2 separate regions of the Mus musculus genome follow, and region 2 is linked to region 1. The links are chromatin contacts, called in public HiChIP or PLAC-seq maps. All regions are on one chromosome and are shown on one strand. The core of a region is the stretch at or near the end of the contact, and the rest is flanking DNA. Distances in the headings are between cores, read along the strand shown. Region 1 holds the start of Glod4 (glyoxalase domain containing 4). Region 2 overlaps Nxn (nucleoredoxin).

Region 1 (2,591 bases), core at 36-2,535:
CACTAAACTCTGACTGGTAGGTATAAATCTAATATTTCCTACATCATGTGCTCTAATTGGGAACAAATGCCAGAGTCATTTAGTCTATACCTAACCTTACCATGGTACCTTCAAACACCAGGAGTGTGTGTGTGTGTGTGTGTGTGTGTCTATCTGCCTGCCTGCCACAGGTCAGATTCCCTGGGAGTTGTAGTTACAGATGGTTGTGAGCCATCCAACACCTGGAACCCATCTTACACCCTCTGGAAGAAGAGCAATCATTCTTAAAAGTTGAGCCATGTCTCCAGCCCCTACACAGCAGATATTTTTATGACTAACCTGTGTTGACTGATTTGTGCAACTTCCTTTACAGTCCTTACCTCCTGTACCATCTCTACACCCAGCTAGACTTGGACTGCTACAAGTCTGTTAAAAATAAATAAATAAATTCTGCACTGGTGTGCTCCTACCTCCCTGGCTTACCAAAGAGCTCAATAAACCTTTCCGCTACACTTTCAGCTAAGTGACCCCCTTAGAATCACAGCTTCTCAGACTGTTTCCAGGTACTAGGAAGGCGACTTGATTCTGACCTCATACTTACATCTGGGCTGTTTAGAACAGAGCCACAGATCATGAGCACCTACGAAAGAGACCGTTCAAACTTGCTCGGACAGGGCTTGTTCGCGGAATCCGATGGCGGAGTGCTTGTTTAGCATGCGCAAAGCCATGGGTCCCCCTCCCAGAGCCTAAATTTCAAATCCGCAGCTCTGATGGAAGCCGAAATTTGCTGATCACACCCAAACCTTTCAAACCAGGAGACCGCTCTGTCGTGAACTGGAAGGGGCTTTTTAAAATAACGTTTTGCCTATCAACGCTCCTTCACTATAGACAGCAGGCTCCCCAAGCCAGGAGTGTAAAAAATATTTGAGAAGGGCTGTAGGTGAACGTGCGTAGACAACACAGCTGGTAGGTGAGTCCCCTTTCAAAGGCTTCCCAACCCGAAAGAGGGGGGCTCGCAAAAGCTGAAAACACCGGCGTGGCAACGCGGAGTCTAGGGCCTGGCGGCTGGGGTGGCCGCGCGCCCACGGCGTCTTCCCTCCCCTGGTGCGGCCCGGCCGCCCATCGGGGTCTCGCGCTAGCCCCGCTCGGTCCCGGTCTGCACCTGCATCCCCAGGACATCTCGAAAGAAATGCACTGTCTGGAAGCGGTTCTTCACTTTGAAAACGAAGTGCAGAGCTCGACGAGTGGCCATGGCTCCCAACACGAAAACCGAGTTCCAGGCAGAGGGACACCCCGCCCACCAAACCGGGAAGGATCGTCGGGTGACGTCACTAACACTCGACCGCGCGCTCGGGTGAGGTAGCGCGCGCCAGGGGAAAGATGGCAGCGCCGGCGAAGGGCATGTGGTGCTCCCTGGGATCATTGCTGCGGGTGGTCCAGACTCGGGACCTCAACGCTCGGCGCTGGGTCCGGGCGCTGCGGCGTAGCCCGGTGAGAGTGTTGTCTCCCTCGGGACAGGTGGAGGAACGGAAGCGCGCTCCTGACCAGCAGCCTCGCAAGGCGGTCCCTAAGGCCAGTTCCCAGGGACAGCGACAGAAACAGCCTCTTGAGACATCCCCATCCCAGACCCCTCACACCTGGGAAGAGGCAGGGCTTCGCTACGATAAGGCCTTTCCCGGGGACAGGAGGCTAAGGTGATATGTTTTTGAGACTTGTCATCTGCTCCCGTTTCTTTTCTTGCTTCACTGTGAAGCTTCTGGCTCTTACTGTTTCGACGGTGCAAAATAAATGTCGTCTTTTGAGGCTTGTGCGTGTCTGTTAGAACTTCATGTATCCCTCCATGCCAAGAGCGTTGATAATCATCCCCTCTCTGTTTGCACCCACAGCAGTGTGATGACAATAGTTAAGTCCAGGCCTTTTCGGGAAAAGCAAGGGAAGATCCTACTGGAAGGTCGCAGGCTGATTGCAGATGCTCTCAAGGCTGGAGCTGTGCCCAAAGCGTTCTTTTTTAGCCGTCTGGAGTACGTCAAGGAGTTGCCGGTAGACAAGCTGAAAGACGTCAGCCTCATTAAGGTGAAATTTGAGGACATCAAGGATTGGTCAGACCTAGTAACGCCACAAGGAATAATGGGTCAGTGATATACAGTGTGCCAATATCTGGGATTTCTATTTCATACAAGTGTAGTATCCTAGACTTTCTTGTTCATACTTGTCTTAAGGTAACGAATTTTATTTAAATCAAGTTTAAATTTTTATTGACTAACGTCTAAAAAGAAATAGGACTTCTCAGGCCTCTATGTTTTGATGGTATTTTACTGGCAACTGAACCAATTTCTCATTCATACTTAATTGTGGGGCTTTTGCTTGTTTTTGACAATTGTAGTTCAGGCAGGCTTCACATTCTGTATGTAGCTATGGATAGCTTCGACCCCTGACATTCCTGTTTGCACCTCCTTCCTGCTGAGGAGGCATGAAAAAAAAAAAAAAAGCCCAGTTGTTGTTTGTTTGTTTGTTTTATGGAATGTTAAAAACATTTTATGAGCCAGGAGTAATGCAAGCCTTTAAAATTCCAGAATTTGGAAGGCAGAGGCAGGCAGATTTCTGAGTTTGAG
Region 2 (2,591 bases), core at 58-2,557, 140 kb after region 1:
CCTAGAGAAAAGCAGGAGGTCCAAGTGGTATTAAGTAGTACTTTACTCTTAAGAACATTTGTACAGGCTTAGAGCAATGTGTCCAAGGGTGGGGTCTGGGGGCCTTGTACAAACTGAGGAAATTTCATTTCCTTGGAAAGTGCTTTGGGGCACTTAATTCCAAGACATCCCAGGCCTAACGTTGAGCAGTCAGGAGTCCTCAGTGCCAAACTCTACCGGATCTGAGAGAGTCGTTTGTAATCTTTTTCTGTTGTTTTTGTGTTAGCAAAAAAACGTTTTGTTAAGTAGCTCACAGTGGCCTTCAACTCTTGCTTTTTCTGCCTCCACTTCCGAAATACTGGGATTATATGGGCAGTCATAAATGGGCAAATATAGTTAGGGAGAAAATAAATCCATTTCAAAATAGGATAAAAATTCTCAAAATAAGTGGGCTGATCTGTCCTAAAAAGTCAAATATTAAGAAAAGCAAGCCTTTCTACCACAGGGCCCCAGATCTCTTTGTTAAGGTCTGGCATCTACTGCTAGCTCATTCTGAAAGTAAATGCCACACTTAATTAGCCAGTGGGATTCTCAGCCTGGGGAGGGGGCAGTGAGGAAAGACTCCTTCAGGCTCTTTAGCGCTCTAATGAGCAGATGAAACAGGGCTCTGGGGTTGGGATAAGGCATTCTGTGTTGCCACATGGCCCTCAGAAAGCACAGGCTCTGGGCCTCCTCAATAATGGAGCGCCCTCAATTCACACCACTACCAAGTATGTGTGGACTTGGGTGCAAGGTCCCCTACAGAAACCGAACATACTAGTGTGGCCTGTATGCCCCTCAGGCCCAGCAATGCTGCTCCGTTTAGGTGAGACTTAGAGCCAAGAGGAAGAAAAAGGTGTAGTGAGGTTGCCAGCCATTGTTGTGACCCGAAACCAACAGAGGGAAGGGAAGGTACACAGACCTTCCAGGGGGCAGATCCTACAAACCACAGGCTGGTGAACTTGACATCGGCCCTTCAGCGAATTCACTACAGCTTATTCACTGACCTCATGGGAGGTGGTCACTTAGGAGCAAACGTGGGTTTACCAAGTACAAGTCCTTTTACACCAACTTTCCTGAAGAGAGAGAAGGTAAAGAACTCCGAGGCTCTCCCGTAGCGGACAAGCTAACCAAGGGAGAGTCAGACCACAGTTATCCTGGAAGAGGGTCTCTATGTCCCGGGAGTCTGTCACCCAGGCTGTCAGGCAGGCTGATCACACATAACCCAAACCTGGGGAGGGGCTCTGGTTAATGTAGTGGGCGTATCCACAAACACAATGATCTCCACAGACTATAGAAACTGACGACATCTAAACTGACTCTTGAAAATGAGAGCTCTGAGAAACTGGACTCCACCCTCATTTGTCCAGGCACCTGACTGCTAGCAAAGACCCCAGGATCCTGGGTGACTAAAAGGTCACCAGGGGGGGGGGGGGATATGTGATTATCAGAAAAGCCAATGCAAGAGCTGGGGAGATTGCCCAGGGGGTATGAGTGTCACTGTGTGAGCATAATGGCTTATACAATAGGGGATGAACAGAAGTGGGGAAGGAAGAGGGTGGGCTGTGATGACTGTATGGAGCCTCCTTATACCGCAAAATAAATACCACGTACACTGAGTACAAACAATGAAAACTTCCACAACTTTAAAAAAAAGATTTAAATTTTTTAAAAGATTTATTTATTTTGTGTATATGAATACACTGTAGCTATTATCAGACACACCAGAAGAGGGCATCAGACCCCATTACAGATGGTTGTGAGCTACTATGTGGTTGCTGGGAATTGAGCTCAGGACCTCTGGAAGAGCAGTCAGTGCTCATAACCACTGAGCCACCTCTCCAGCCCAAGATTTAAAATTTTATGTGAGTACACTGTAGCCATCTTCAGTCACACCAGAAGAGGGCATCAGAACCTATTACAGATGGTTGGAAGCCACCATGTGGTTGCTGGGATTTGAACTCAGGACCTCTGGAAGAGCAGTCAGTGCTCTTAACCGCTGAGCCATCTCTCCAGTCCCACAACTTTTTTTTGACATGACAATTCACTGTCTTGTTGTGTGTGTTCTTGTGTGTCAGTGTGTGTGTGTGTGTGTGTGTGTGTGTGTGTGTGTGTGTGTATGCCCATCCACGTGGAAGCTAGCAGTGAATATTCTGTACCCTCACCAATTATTCAACACCTTATTTCTTTGAGACAGTTTCTCACAGAATCTGGGATTGCTAATTCTGCTAATTGGCTGGCCCACAAACCACCTTCCCGGCACAGGGAATACAGGCAAGGCCCGCGACCCCAGCTCTCTGCAGTGCTGCTAACCATCCCCAGTCCTTGTGCGTATGAGGCAAGTGCTTCTCCATCTCTCTAGACCCACTTTCTTTTACCTACTTGATATGTAAAGACTGCTATGATAAAAAGTTTATAGATAAGTAACAAGAGGGATGTGCCCAGATGCTCTTCTACTTCTACTCTTTCCCAGTGTGAAAGAGGAAATAAGACCCACTCAATAGAACTGAGTATTTGATTGAATTATCATAGACATGGTCTGGAAATACAGTCACATTGAAAATTTGAAATTT

Evidence for each region. HiChIP or PLAC-seq counts read pairs in DNA pulled down with a chosen protein or histone mark.
Region 2: an H3K4me3 HiChIP or PLAC-seq map of embryonic forebrain shows a contact between it and region 1, with 3 times the contacts expected there. The contact joins the enhancer-like site here to the promoter of Glod4 in region 1. A contact is called at or near these places in 31 of 39 promoter capture datasets (the 3T3-L1 cell line, 3T3-L1-derived adipocytes, the C10 cell line and 21 more), 5 of 15 datasets of contacts at CTCF or cohesin (CD8 T cells, the NIH/3T3 cell line, embryonic stem cells and 1 more), 153 of 484 Hi-C or Micro-C datasets (3T3-L1-derived adipocytes, the 4T1 cell line, the AML12 cell line and 94 more), 55 of 115 datasets of contacts at active chromatin or transcription factors (the 230-238 cell line, CD8 T cells, the HPC-7 cell line and 40 more) and 6 of 9 other capture datasets (adipose tissue, bone marrow-derived macrophages, embryonic stem cells and 3 more).

The regions. Positions count from the first base shown.
Region 1 is chr11:76,242,414-76,245,004 of GRCm38.p6, forward strand. Glod4 (glyoxalase domain containing 4) reads right to left here and starts at 1,286. Exons shown (of 9, transcript NM_026029.3): 1 at 1,142-1,286. The coding sequence starts at 1,231. It overlaps Mrm3 (mitochondrial rRNA methyltransferase 3), which reads left to right and starts at 1,323. Exons shown (of 4, transcript NM_183263.5): 1 at 1,323-1,673; 2 at 1,866-2,110. The coding sequence starts at 1,360.
Region 2 is chr11:76,384,569-76,387,159 of GRCm38.p6, forward strand. All of the region lies in intron 1 of Nxn (nucleoredoxin), which reads right to left. Among named protein-coding and RNA genes, the nearest start is that of Nxn, 13 kb to the right of the region's middle. Within about 2 kb of position 1,308, at least 22 of the 459 cell types and tissues checked have an H3K27ac peak or open chromatin away from gene starts, as enhancers often do. A contact at or near this core is called in astrocytes, cerebellum, embryonic forebrain and 3 more, where this site is marked.